Linked DNA regions of Mus musculus: all the other regions are linked to region 1. The links are chromatin contacts, called in public ChIA-PET and HiChIP or PLAC-seq maps. All regions are on one chromosome and are shown on one strand. Each heading gives the region's core, a stretch centred on a gene start, on an enhancer-like site or on the middle of the called end of the contact. The rest is flanking DNA. Distances are from core to core; before and after follow the strand shown. Region 1 holds the start of Mcmbp (minichromosome maintenance complex binding protein). Region 2 holds the start of Itgam (integrin alpha M). Region 3 holds the start of Plpp4 (phospholipid phosphatase 4).

Evidence for each region. ChIA-PET counts read pairs in DNA pulled down with a chosen protein or histone mark. HiChIP or PLAC-seq counts read pairs in DNA pulled down with a chosen protein or histone mark.
Region 2: an RNA polymerase II ChIA-PET map of memory CD8 T cells shows a contact between it and region 1, with 16 read pairs. The contact joins the promoter of Itgam here to the promoter of Mcmbp in region 1. A contact is called at or near these places in 1 of 39 promoter capture datasets (pre-B cells), 2 of 115 datasets of contacts at active chromatin or transcription factors (embryonic stem cells and memory CD8 T cells) and 1 of 9 other capture datasets (embryonic stem cells).
Region 3: a contact with region 1 is called in an H3K27ac HiChIP or PLAC-seq map of oligodendrocyte precursor cells, with 6 times the contacts expected there. The contact joins the promoter of Plpp4 here to the promoter of Mcmbp in region 1. A contact is called at or near these places in 1 of 39 promoter capture datasets (hippocampal neurons) and 2 of 115 datasets of contacts at active chromatin or transcription factors (oligodendrocyte precursor cells and stem cell-derived neural progenitor cells).

What each region holds. Positions count from the first base shown.
Region 1 is chr7:128,737,997-128,742,336 of GRCm38.p6, forward strand. Mcmbp (minichromosome maintenance complex binding protein) reads right to left here and starts at 2,433. Exons shown (of 16, transcript NM_145955.3): 1 at 2,137-2,433. The coding sequence starts at 2,194.
Region 2 is chr7:128,060,759-128,065,098 of GRCm38.p6, forward strand. It overlaps Itgam (integrin alpha M), which reads left to right and starts at 1,882. Exons shown (of 30, transcript NM_001082960.1): 1 at 1,882-2,012; 2 at 3,873-3,978. The coding sequence starts at 1,985. It also overlaps the pseudogene Gm22809.
Region 3 is chr7:129,254,661-129,259,000 of GRCm38.p6, forward strand. It overlaps Plpp4 (phospholipid phosphatase 4), which reads left to right and starts at 2,434. Exons shown (of 7, transcript NM_001080963.1): 1 at 2,434-2,509. The coding sequence starts at 2,454.

The DNA.
Region 1 (4,340 bases), core at 1,183-3,682:
ACAGTATACAGGGTATCAGAGGAGGAAAAAGGGTGTAGGTCAGATACTAAGGTCATAATATACTCAGGTCAACAGGAGTGCAGTGAAGTTTGTTTGTAATCTCCCAGAGGCTGAGGTAAAAAATGGAGAATTCAAGGGCAACCTGGGGATACTAGTGAAACTAAAACCCAAGGGGGGGAAGTCTCTATAACCAACCGGAAGCCACTGGTTCTGGCATAGAAAGTGCAAGAGAGACGGGGAGGCTGTTGCAGAAATCCAAAACGTGACTAAAGATCCTGGGCTATGACAGCAGTGCTGGAGATGAAGATTTCTGGACAGGGTCAAGAGATAATTAATATCTAAAGCTGATACAGAGACTGGGTATGGAGGCACGTGCCAGAAGACCAGCTTCAGTGGTGGACTATTTGCCTGCTTGTACTGGGTTCAACCCCCAGTACGGAAATCAAAAATCAAACACAGACCAAAGAGTCTCCAGCTTTAAGGTACCCAATGTAATCACTGCGACAGGAAAACACAGCAGAAATACAGCAGAGCAGGTTATACACTTCTCTCCCAAAGAGTCATTCAGAGGGCAGCAGTGACCTTTCCAAAACATTCCAAAATATTTATAAAATATTGATAATCAAATGCAATTTTCCCCGAACTCCCTACAGCAGGACCGTGGTAGTGGGATATTTCTCATAAATGGAGATTCTGGCTGGGTAAGGTGGCACACGCAACACTCCAAAGGATGAGGCAGGAGGATTTCCATGAGCGCCAAGCCAGCCAGCTAGGGCTAGGGACCTGCCTCAAACTAAAGGGTAAGGAATTCTGGTATCGGTCATTGGAACTTAACCCTTTAAGTCCCAAACCTTTAACTACGGAGAGATTTTTTTTCCCCTAAAAATTTATCTACACATTTGCACTTTCACCCAGTACAGAACTGAACCCTGGCTTGACATTTGGGAATCATTGTTAGTCTCGACATGCCAGTTGTTGGGTCCAATATTTTGAACTTCAATTACTAGCACTTAGCGAAGGGCTCTGCCTTCCAAATGACAGAATCACAGGTAGCAGCTTACACACACCCTTTGATAACCACCCTAGATGGCTAGGTTTGAATCTGCCTCTTTCCACCTGCACTGTACTCAGACCATTCATCAGGCCAGGCACACATTCTACTACTGAGCTATAATACCCCAAGCCCGTGGTTTACTCTTTCGCGGGCTTGCACACCCCTGCCCCTGTTGAAGACACTGTGTGTTCACTGGCTATATAATCGTCATGTCTACCCAGCCCTTCTATCTGCCGGCTTTAGTTTCACCCTGGGAAACTACCTGATTAGTTAGAATTCTAGGTAAAATGAATCCGATCCGGTGGGAGCGTTACTACAGAAAACACATTCCACGGAGACCGGTGGCACAGGCCAGTCATTAAACGCACCGAAATCTGGGATGCGCGTGGGAATCGGAGGTCTGGTTAACCAAAAAAAGCAACGATGACAATTACACCTAGAATTTACTCAGCTTGCCTACAGCACTCTCGGCTCCCGTTCTGTGGCAACTCATCTAAGTAGTTGAGTATTTCTAGCTAGCCCTGGTACGGGAACAGGTAACAGAGCAGACGGGTTCTAATGTCAACAGGGCAGGAAGAATAATTTAAAAAAAAAAAAAAAAAAAAAAGAAGAAGCATTCTCCCGGATGTCAAGGGAAACAGAGAGAACTTCTGAGCGAAGGCTCGAGCACTCCCTTACACACCCCGGAAGTTTTGAAATATCCCGCAGGCTCCCACAGGCAGTGGCTTCTCTCCGCGGCCGCTCTAAGGGCCCTCCGTGGGCAAGGGGACCTCTCCGTGTCTGCAGCACCCGGGCTACGTAGGCCACCGGCCCGGAGCCAGGCCGTCAATCACAGCTAGCGCTCGGAGCCGCGGCCCCGCCGCCAGCGAGCCGCGGCCGGGCAGCGGGCAGGTGACGGGAGGCGGCGGCGGCGCCAGCGCCGGCGGCCGGAGACGGCTGCTTCTGCTCGGCTTCCAGGCCCGGGGCCACGCGAGCCCTCGGCAGTGATTCCCCCGGCCCGTCGTCCGGAGTGCGGCCGCGCGGCGGGCCTGGTCCCGCAAACTCCGCTCCCCTCCCGGCCCTGCTCGCCACGCGCCACTCACCGAAGAAGCCTTGCACGATCCCGAGCGGGTGGCTCAGCCAATCTTCTCCACAGGGCATGGCGCTGAGGGCCGGGGCCAGCGCGGCCCGTGCGGCGGGCGCTCCTCTGCGGGCCGAGCGCGCTCGGAGCCCGGCTTCTCGGGGGCTCGGCCGCTCCTCGTCCGCGCCCTCCCACGCGCGGGGGCGTCGCGAGCCACGGGCCTCCGCGCGTCTCAAGGAGAGGTGGCTGCGGTGACGGGCACGAGCGCCTCGGAGCTGCTGGCCAGCGGCCGGAGGGGTGGGGGGGAGACCGTCCTAGCCTCCACTTCTCACAATGGCGGGAAATCGCGGCCACCGACCGCGCTGCCAGCGACCTGGGTGGAGCTCGAGGAGGAGGGGCGGCGGGAGCGTGCTGCGCACTCCCGGAGGGGAGGGAGTGGGCGGGGCGGACGGCCATTTTGGAGACGGAGACAGGTCGGGCAATCCCGGGGCCGCCATCTTGGAGATGGGCAGAGGAGCGCGTCTGTGCTTGGTATAGTGGTCCCTGTGTGCGCGCCTGGTGGCAAACTCCATCAGGGTGCTTCATTGGCTCAAAGTTTGAGTCCTTGCACCTGGACCAAAAAGACGCACGTTCTGCCAACTTCAAGAGTCATCTCTAAGCAAAATTAAAGGTTGAAATTCTATTTGGTGTCTGATCATCTGATCCCCTTGTGCCTCTTGTTTCTGGTGGTAGAACTCTTCTAAGGTGCCCTGCCCAAAGTCCTGTATAAGATTTGCCCCCAGCTCAGTGAGTTCTTCCTGAACGATTTAATCAAGGAGGTTGTGTAGCCTTTGTGGGCATCTCAATATGGCCAAGGAACTGGCAAGTGCTCAGAACTCTCTCCTAGCCCAGCCTTTAGCTTCTAACCTCAAAACACCCAAATGATCTCTGCTTCCAACCTGGCAACTAGGGAGCTATGACAAGATTCCTATACAGCATACAGATCAGAACACTCTTACAGGGCAGACCCTGAAGGGCCTAGAGAATTTAGGAACTGTCAAGTTTTCATAGAGAAGACATTTTCCCTAGAAATGGGATATACCTCAGAAAACCCTGATTTCATCATCTATACCTACTCGGCTGTAAAAAGGTAGTGGTGATCTGAATGTAATCTAGAAAGTATATAGCTGAAGAATAAGAACTTCTTGGTGGCAGAACACTTGCCTGTCATGCAAGCCCTAGCAAGGGATCAAACAGAGAGAGATGGCGACAGATGAACAGAGACAGCTATGACCAAACCCAGAAACCTCTGTAGTTCAGAAGGAAAAGGGAACCAAACCTGCCCTTCTGCCTTTGTTGGTCCCCTGGAGGGAACGTATCCTTAAATCATAGCACTTGGGATATAGTCAAGGAAGGTCAGGAGTTCATAGCCAGCCTTGGCTACACACTGAATTTGAGGCCAGCCTGAGCTACCTATATATGACCCCGTCTCAAAAACAAATAGATAAAAATTAAGAGCTCCACAGTGGTGGCCCATGCCTTTAATCCTATCACTCAGGAGGCAGAAGCAGGAAGATCTCTGAGTTTGATGCCAGTCTGGTCTACACAGCGTGTTCTAGGACAGCCAGGGATACACAGGTTTTCAAGAAACCCTGTCTTGAAAGAAAAATTAAGTTTGTGATCACCCACAAAGAACAATAACTTTGTAGAGAAATGACAGAAGAAAGTAGTTCTTAGTTCCCAAAGGCAACAAGCTGCAGGAAGTCAAAATAGGAGAGATTCATGGTAGACACAGTATATAAGATCTTTCTGCTTCTGGGTTGATAAGGATCGAAAGCTCAGCCAGGCGGTGGTGGCACACAACTTTAATTCCAGCACTTGGGAGGCAGAGGTAGGCAGATTTCTGAGTTCGAGGCCAGCCTGGTCTACAGAGTGAGTTCCAGGACAGCCAGGGATACACAGAGAAACCCTGTCTCAAAAACAAACAAACAAACAAACAAACAACAACAACAAAAACAAAAACAAAAAAACAAACCAACCAACCACCAAACAAAAGGATCGAAAGCTCTTCCAGGTAACTAGCTTCTGTGTTTTCTGGTAGAAAGGGGTGGGAGGATGCCTTGAAACCCTCCTGCCTTTGTACAGACAATGGGAGGGCAAGCGGTTTTCTTATACATGGTTCTGCTCAGTTGCTTTCAGTTCAAGATAATCTTTATGCCAAAGTGGCATGATTTGGAGTGACTCGGG
Region 2 (4,340 bases), core at 632-3,131, 680 kb before region 1:
ACACCCCTACCCCCCATCCTTAATGAAAACGTGGTCCTTGTTCCAACTGCTTTATTAGATGGCAGATGTGAATGCATGCACCTTACTCAGGGTGAGACAGGGATTAAATATCTCTTGTGGGAAGGACTGCCCAGGAAGGGAAGCTCATTGGCTGAACACTGGGGCCTATGTAGATTCCTCATTAGCATGGAGAACTCCAGGGTTTTTATGCTGTATGACTGGCTACCATGGCTCTCAGTGGGGTGTCATGGTTATGCGTTCCAGAGCAGGTAGAATTAGGCAGGGAGTTGAGCCCACTCCTACAATTCACATGGGTTCTGGAGATTCAAGGATTTGAACTCAGTCTTACCAGTTCTTCTGTCTGGTGGCATGGTTCCACTTGCCCCACATGTGTGTGTGTCTGAGTGTGCATGTAATAACTTTGAAACAAAGTATATAGAATTTTATTTATCTATTTTCCAGCAGGTAAACATCTACTTCCGTCGACTATTGTAAAATATAACTAGGAACAATAGAAAATGTGTCAAGATGAAGAGAAGGAAGCCAGGCCTGGGTGCATGCCTGTAGGTCTATGGCTGGGGAGGTTGAGGCAGGAGGATGACTGAGTCAGTGAGCTCAAGATCAGCTTGGACAACACATTGATAATGTAGAGAACAAGGTCCACGAGGTGGCAGGTAAAGGTGCTTTGTCACCAAGCCTGAGGACCTGACCTTGATCCCTGAGACCTGCATGGTGGAAGAAGAAAACTGACTCCAGCAAGCTGTGCTCTGACCTTCATACTTACACAGTTGAAACCCACAAGCATTCACACACACACACACACACACACACACACACACACACACACACGCACCAAATAAATAAGTAGATGTAAACAAGACAAAAACAAAACAAAACAAAACAAAACACAACCCAGAGAGTAAAGAAACCACTTTTTTTCTCAGCCAAGGGAAATGTACACAGTGCCCCATACCATAAGTCACGTAGTCGAGTATCCTAGATTTGGGAAAATCACGGGTCAGCACATTCCAAGTGCAATGGGTGTGCCTCGCTTGGGAAAACTACCTTCCTGATCATAGTGTCTCCCCTGCCAGGTAAGTACGAGAAACCACTGTTTTTTAAGAACAAGAACTTCGAGTAGACTCCACATGCAGCAAGGCAGGAATGGTTAAATATCTCCCAATACATCCTTCAGTTCCACTGTGTATAATAACATCAAGTTCTGTTTTCAAAATACTTTCATGAATTATATAGAGCACCACACTATGGCTAGACGCCGATGGTTTCTTTCCTCTTTGGGTATGTGTGCGCATGTACCATGGCGTGGATGGAGAGATCAGAGGAGAGCTGGGAGGAGCTGGTTCTTTTCTTCAACCGTATGGAAACTGGGGATTGGACACAGGTGGTCAGCGCTTAGTGGCAAACACCTTTACCAACTGAGTCACCTAGCTGGACCAACTCTTGGCTGTTTTTTCTTTTTGAAGAGATTTGTTATGCCGTATGTATGTGGGTGTTTTCCCTGCATGTTTGTCTGTGCATGAGTGCTGAAGGGAGCACCAGATGCCCTGGGACTGGAGTTATAGACAGTTTCTGAGCCTCCATGTGGGTACTGGGAGCAAGATGTGGGTCCCCTGGGAGACCAGCCTGATCCGAAACACTGAGCCTACTACTTAGCTTTTTTTTTTTTTTTCCATAATATTTGAGCTATCCCAGAGGTAGACGGGTGTCAGATGGCACCTTTGGGTGTAACCCTGATGGTTCGGGCCAGGAAACGGCATCAGGGACTGTTTTCTCCCGGAGGAAGGCTACAGAGGGCTGGGTGCTTGTAGAGCCTCCGCCCTCTTTCTTTGAGTCTCTCATAGCTTTTTCCTCATACTTCTCTGTTTTTACCCCTCCCTCCTGGCCTTGGTGGCTTCCTCAAAGTGTCTGTGGTGCCTGAAATACCACAGTTCACACTTCTTTCAGGGCCTTGTTCCTTTAAGTCATGACTCTTAAAGCTCTTCTGGTCACAGGTATGTCGGCGGGGTCTTGGGGGATCCTCAGGGTGGGGAGAAGGGGGTCCTCAGATTGGAAAGGAGGGGATCTCTTGGATCTATGAATGGAGAGGAAGGTCATAGGAAGGAGTAGGTGGGGAGAGATCAAAGGTTTTAGGGAATGTGGATACCGAGACTTGAACTCAGGTGGTCGGTGTTTAATGGCAAGCACCTCTACCAATTGAGTCACCTTGCTGGACAAACTCTTGGCATTTCTTTGAAAAAAGGGAATCATTGAGTGTGTGGGTGTTTTACCTGGATGCAGGTCTATCCATCAGGTGTGTGCAGTGCTAGTGGAAGTCAGTAGCGGGTATCAAAAGGGGAGGGGGATCTTTTGGATCTGTGAGTGGAGAGAAAGGTCAGGGAATAGGAAGGAGCTAGGTGAGGAGAGGCAAAGGGCATTAGGGAAGGATAAAGGATTCCAAAAGAAAAAGAGCAGAGGTAGGCAGGAGGAATAGTTAGGGATGCATGGATGAAGGACTAAATCCATCGATGCTGTGAGGGTTGTTTGGCAGACAGGCTACCAGGATCCAGAGAGGTGAAGGAGCTGCACCAGGGAGCGCAGCGGATACATTTCCGGCTGTGTTTCAACACATACCACTTCTCCTTAGTCTTACGTTCTAATTACCAAGAACCTAGTGTGGATGTTTGTTGAATGACTGATAATCAAAAAAAAAAACTGTTTTGTTTCCTTTTATGTCTACTTTTGTAGAGAGGGAGTCAAGAAGGGAAGGAACTACTTGAAACTTGCATAGGAAGGAAAATTTCTAACTGAGCCCTTTGTTGTGTAAACCATTGTGGTTGTGACAGTGGGGGAAGAGGCCATTGTGGGCTTAGAAAGGGACTGGTCATACCCCATCATAGGCATTTGTGCAGGCCTTTGAGCCTGCGTCAGCATATTTGGCCTGTGGGTTAAATACTCTTGCTACCTGTCTTAAAAGACAAACATCTATCATCCATCAATGATAGAGGATGCTAGCTTTACTCCCAGTGAAGTGAAATGTCACTCCTTAAGAGTCTCATTCATCTCCTGGATAAACCTGTATCACAAAAATTGTGATAATGGGCTACAGTTTGAGATTCCTTGATGAAAACTTGGTAGATAGAGGTGAAGCCCAGGGCTTGCCTAGTATGTACAAAGCTCTCAATTTGATCCCTAGCACCAGATAAACTGGATACAGTAGTGTACACCTGTAATTCCTGCACCCTGGGGGTGGGGTGTAGAGGCAGGAGAATCAGGAGCTTAAGATGGTCTTCAGCCTAGGATGTGTGAGACACTGTCTTGAAAAGCTCTTCAAGCTGGGTGTGATGGCACACACCTTTAATCCCAGAACTGGGGAGGCAGAGGCAGGTGGATCTCTAAGAGTTTGAGGCCATCCTGTTCTACAGAGATAGTTCCAGGATATCCAGGGCTACTCAAAGAAACCTTGTCTTGAAACAACCACACCAACACCACCTTTTCCTCTATGGTCTTACTATGCAGTCCTGCTGGTCTGGAACTCACTGTGTAACCAGCTGGTCTTCTGTAGAAAAAGAGGATGGATTTCTGTGTGGTGGCCCACCCCTGCACCCCCAGCATTTGAGAGGTAGAATGGGAGACAGGAAGACCAGGAGGTCTAGGTTATCCACAGTTACACTGTAGTGTTCCAGGCCAGACTGGACTATATACAATCCTGTCTCAAAAACATAACAGAGAGATCCCACACTGTGGATCCCTGCCCAGGACCATCAGAGCTTCAATGAATGTGGACAGGAATGGTCACGGGTGGAAATGTGTGTTGTTCTCTTAACCATATTGGTTCCTTTGCTTTGACTCTTACTTCTCCGTTATCCTTCCAGCCCTAGCCTTGTGTCATGGCTTCAATCTGGACACTGAACATCCCATGACCTTCCAAGAGAATGCAAAAGGCTTTGGACAGAGTGTGGTCCAGCTTGGCGGAACCAGGTAAAGTCCTCAGGGGAGCCTGCTGTCTGCTTTGCATGGAGAAGCTAGGGGAAAGAAGAATTTCCTTATTGAGGTCTCTTTTCTTTTCTTTTCTTTTCTTTTCTTTTCTTTTCTTTTCTTTTCTTTTTTTTCTTTTCTTTCCTTTTCTTTTCTTTCCTTTTTTTCCTTTCCTTTCTTTTCTTCTCTTTTCTCTCTTCTCTTCTCTTCTCTTCTCTTCTCTTCTCTTCTCTTCTCTTCTCTTCTCTTCTCTTCTCTTTTTCCTTTCTTTTTTCTCCTCTCCTCCCCTCCCTTCCTCTTTTCTTTTCTTTTCTTTTCTTTTCTTTTCTTTTCTTTTCTTTTCTTTTCTTTTCTTTCCTTTCCTT
Region 3 (4,340 bases), core at 1,184-3,683, 520 kb after region 1:
CTTTCTTTCTTCCTTCCTTCCTTCCTTCCTTCCTTCCTTCCTTTCTTTCTTTCTTTCTTCCTTTCTCTCTCTCTCTCTCTCTCTCTCTCTCTCTCTCTCTCTCTCTCTCCCTCTCTCTCTCTCTCATTCTCTCTTTCAGAACAGTAGTATTTGGTTTTACCCTAGGTCCCTGGGCTATCAAGTCTCAGGTTCTTGGTCACTCCAAGCAGTGTCAGGTATGGGCTCCATCTCACGGAGTGGGTCTTAAGTCTAATCAGACATTAGTTGGTTACTCCCACAAGCTTGTGCCAACATTGCCCTAGCAGATCTTGCAGGCAGGACACCATTGTAGATCAAAGGGTTTGTGGCTGGCTCTTGGTGTTTACATTATTCTTTTGGCTCAAAGTCACTTCTTAACTGTAGCAATGAAGTCGCACACCTTTTCAGGTTCTCTCTCCAGGTAACTCTCTTACAGATAAGAAATGAAAGCCATAATCTTCATCCTGACATGGCAATCGCACATACCTATAAGCCCAGCTTTGGAAGGCAGAGGCAGGAAGGTCAGAAGTTCAAGGCCAATGTAAGCTACAGAGATTTTGAGGTCAGTGTGATTGAAGTGAGATGGTGCCTCAAATAGACAGCAAATACAACGTAAACATAAGATTCACAATTGTAGTCTCTGCTATAGACTCTGGTGAGTAGGTAGGACTGCCACAAGGAGGTCCTCACCACCCACCTAATCTTGTCTTACTTCTCTGTGTGATTGGTGGAACCCCTCTTCTCCAGGGCGAAATACATTATGAGTCCTAGCATCCAGCACCCCACTTTGCACAGCTGCCTGGTTAATGCTTACAGTTAAGTGAAGTCTCTGCTCGCATTCTTGTTATCACTCCACTCAGAACACAGCTACCGGGCAACCTCAGCCGTAGGGTTTCCGGTACAACTTGGTCAAGCTGTGGGAAGAGAGTTGTCTTCATAGGAATGCTAGGCCCAAGTCATGGAGAACAGAGCCACTTCCTCCTCCTTCCACATCTCTCCTGGTCTCCCTGAACATGATATCCCATGTGCCTGATGATCTATACATGCACTGCTCACGTGCCAAAGCCCTCCACAGACAGCAGACACTGCTTCTGTATCTTCAATTGCTGGGATGGTGTTCCTTCCACACAGCCTGGATCCCTCCCCACTGAGGCGCCTGGGCTCAGCTGTCTAAGGGCTGGCATGTGCCATTGGCAACAGGGTCTGCTTTCTACCTACTCCTACTTGGGTCCAAGTGGGAAATCTAGATCCCCAGGACCGGGAGCCAACTTCTAATCCATCCCTGCTCACAAAATCCTGAGAGGTCTTTCCTAGAATCCAAGAAAGATCCAAGTTCCCCAGAGACAACCCTACAAGTATGATTAATGACTTCTACGGGTGATGCAAATGCAAAGCCAAGACCAAGCCGCCGGTCCCAGGCTTGTGGTTGTCACCCCCAGGCCACCATTTATTTATATTTGAATTTCTGACTGAGTACTGAGACCAAGGCTCCTGCTTCTACTTGTTGCCTGATGATAGCCTGCTATGTGCAGGCAGGGATGCTAAGAGAGCTGCTGTTCATATCCACAGCACAGCAGCCCCAAGCCACTGATGGTGTTGGAGGATGCTGGAGGAGAGGAGAGGGTCCTCAGATACTACATAACAATGGTGGCATAAGAGGGCGGGGACCAAGTTCACATTGGCCCTCAGTTTGTGTCAGGGTTTTTGTATTCCAGTCTGGCACCTTCTGAGAGAAAGCAAAGATTGGGAGCAATCTTCTGGGAACTTTCTAGAATCAGGGGTGGGGAAAAGAAAATCTGAGGTTGGTAAGACCTAAGAGGGTCAGAAAGCAGAAAGGAAGAAGCGCTCCCAGGTGGAGCCAGAGAATGCCAGGGCTGTCCTGAGTGTGAGAGAATCCCCAAAGCGCCCATCTCCATGTCCACGTGCGGGTGTGCGAAGAAAGAGCAGAGAGCCAGAGCAGGAGTCGCAGGCTGGAGAGGAGGCGCGCAGCGGCCGCCGGCGGAGCGTGCTGCTGGGCGCGGAGCCCAGGGGCGGCCCAGTAGCCGGGAAGCCGCGCAGCGCGCCGGGAGGGAGGCGGCGGCGACGACAGCAGGGCATCCCCCAGGCTTCCCCTCCTGGGTCCTGGGCGCCAGGCGCAAACCCAGGACACAGAAACAGCACTGATCGCAAGTGAGCAGTGAGTCCCTGACGCGCCCCTGATCGGCGTTATCAGGAGTGGGACCTGAAGAGGCTGGTGTCTGGGTGTCCGGGAGCCCAGAGCGGGAGGCTGGGACTGAGCCCTCCCCGCCGCCCCCACCCCGCGCCCGCCTCCCGCCCCCGCCCGCGGCCTGCAGCGCGCCTCCCTCACCGCCCAGGCTCCGGAGAGCCGCTCCGGCCGAGCCGTGGGAGCCACGGACAGCGCCAGCTGCCGCTGCGGGAGCTACTCCGGCTGCACCATGCGGGAGCTGGCCATCGAGATCGGGGTGCGAGCCCTTCTCTTCGGGGTCTTTGTGTAAGTAGTGGTGCACCGCGGGAGGGGACCTAAAGACTCAGCCTCTGGGAGCCCCAACTTTGTTTGCGCTGCTGTGTCTCGCCGGGGCCTGGGTTCGAGATTCCCTCCTTGGTTGGTGCCGGGGATGTTCCATACGGGATCAAAAGAAATCCTCTCCTCCTTTTCTTGGGACCCTCAGCGCACAGTAATCCTAGCATGCCCAGGACTGAGACCTGCTTCCGTAGTAGCTCCTAGTCTGGAAGCAAGTCTGGCGGCCCTAGCTCCGATGCCCCAAGTCTGATCCTTTCACCAGCCCCGCGCACACCTGTCCCTGGAATTTAGGCTGCTCCTTAAGACCAGGACAGGCAGCCTGGCTCGTGCCCTAGGGAAGTTTCTCTCTCTCCTGTGATCTTTGAAGCTGATGATGGCAGTTTTTACTCTTGGCCCCTTCTCCCGACACCCCATGCTGTGCCCAGGCAGCCAGGGTCAGCCTAGGTCTCCTTCTATGTCCCTGGTTCCTGAACTGACAGCCCTACAGAGCCTCAAATAGGTGTCTGCGTTACTTCTCTGCCTGGAAAACTGTTGCCATGGAGGGTTGAGCAGGTCAGGATCTGCAGCAGGCTGCGGGGCTCAGAACACCAGGAGCTCCTTTTACATGTGACTGGCAGAAGCCCTTTGGGGACAGCATTGAAATGTTCAGGTGGCACCTAGGAATAGTCATTTCGGAAAAAAGGAGGGAGCCTGGTGCCATTTCTTCAGAAATGTCTGTGCTCGGGCTCCCCCAAGGAGCTTTCTCGGCTTTCTAGTCTCTTGGGTTCAAACCCACCTAGCAGGTAGCCTTAAGTTACCAAGGGGGTAACTGCGGGTTACCACGGCTGACACATCTGCACTGTTACCCCCAGTAGTAGGTCAGGTTTTCTCTTTCCTACCCATGGCTGGCTGACACATTTTATATATTAAAGTTGCACGGACTTTCTCGATTTACTGGAGTCTTGGTGTGTGTGTGTGTGTGTGTGTGTGTGTGTGTGTGTCCCATCAAGGCAATCAAGAAGCACCCCTCCCAATAAATTTCTGCCCCAACCATGGCAGGTAGGCAAGTGTGTAGTATAAAAGACTACTTCTGCACCTTGGGGTATATGCATAGAAAGGAATGCTTTTTAAATTTTATTTATTTATTTATTGTGTGTGTGTGTGTGTGTGTGCGCGCGCGCGCACATGCGTTTAAATTAGGGATTAAATTCATCCTGAGGATTCATTCATACCATCAGAAAAGACTAGGAGCTTTCCAGATGTGGGCCACCCCCTCCCCTTTCTGCCTGAACACTAGTGTTATTCACTGGGAACAGGGAGAAGGAACTTCAGTTGGATCTTGATGCATATGAAAAGAATCAAGCCCCTCCCCCTTCTTTCTCTCTGTCTTTCTACCTTTGGAGTAAACCTTCAAAGGCCTGGCTGCCGGTTGATTGCATGGGGGGCAGTTTTGGGTTGGCAGATAGGCTAAAACCCCACTCAATGATTAGGTGTTAAAAATGATAGACTGATGGTTAGTGCATGGTAGAATCTAACATTTGTTGGGGGGGGAATGTCTGTACAAAAGTAATGCAGGAATAACATGAAATAGGCTAGAAGGCTCTCTGCTTTAATTGCTTCCGGGAAGATTTATTTTAAAAGGGTCTAACCACATGCAAAATATTTATATGTTTTCACATTTCCTTTCAAACAGTCTTCCAAACACGTATGAGATGTTTTCAAATCTACAATGGCTCGTTTAGTGAATTAGAAAACTTGGTAAATTTTGTTTGTGTGTCTGGCTTTTTCTAAGAACATCATGTAAAAAACAAAACAACTAACC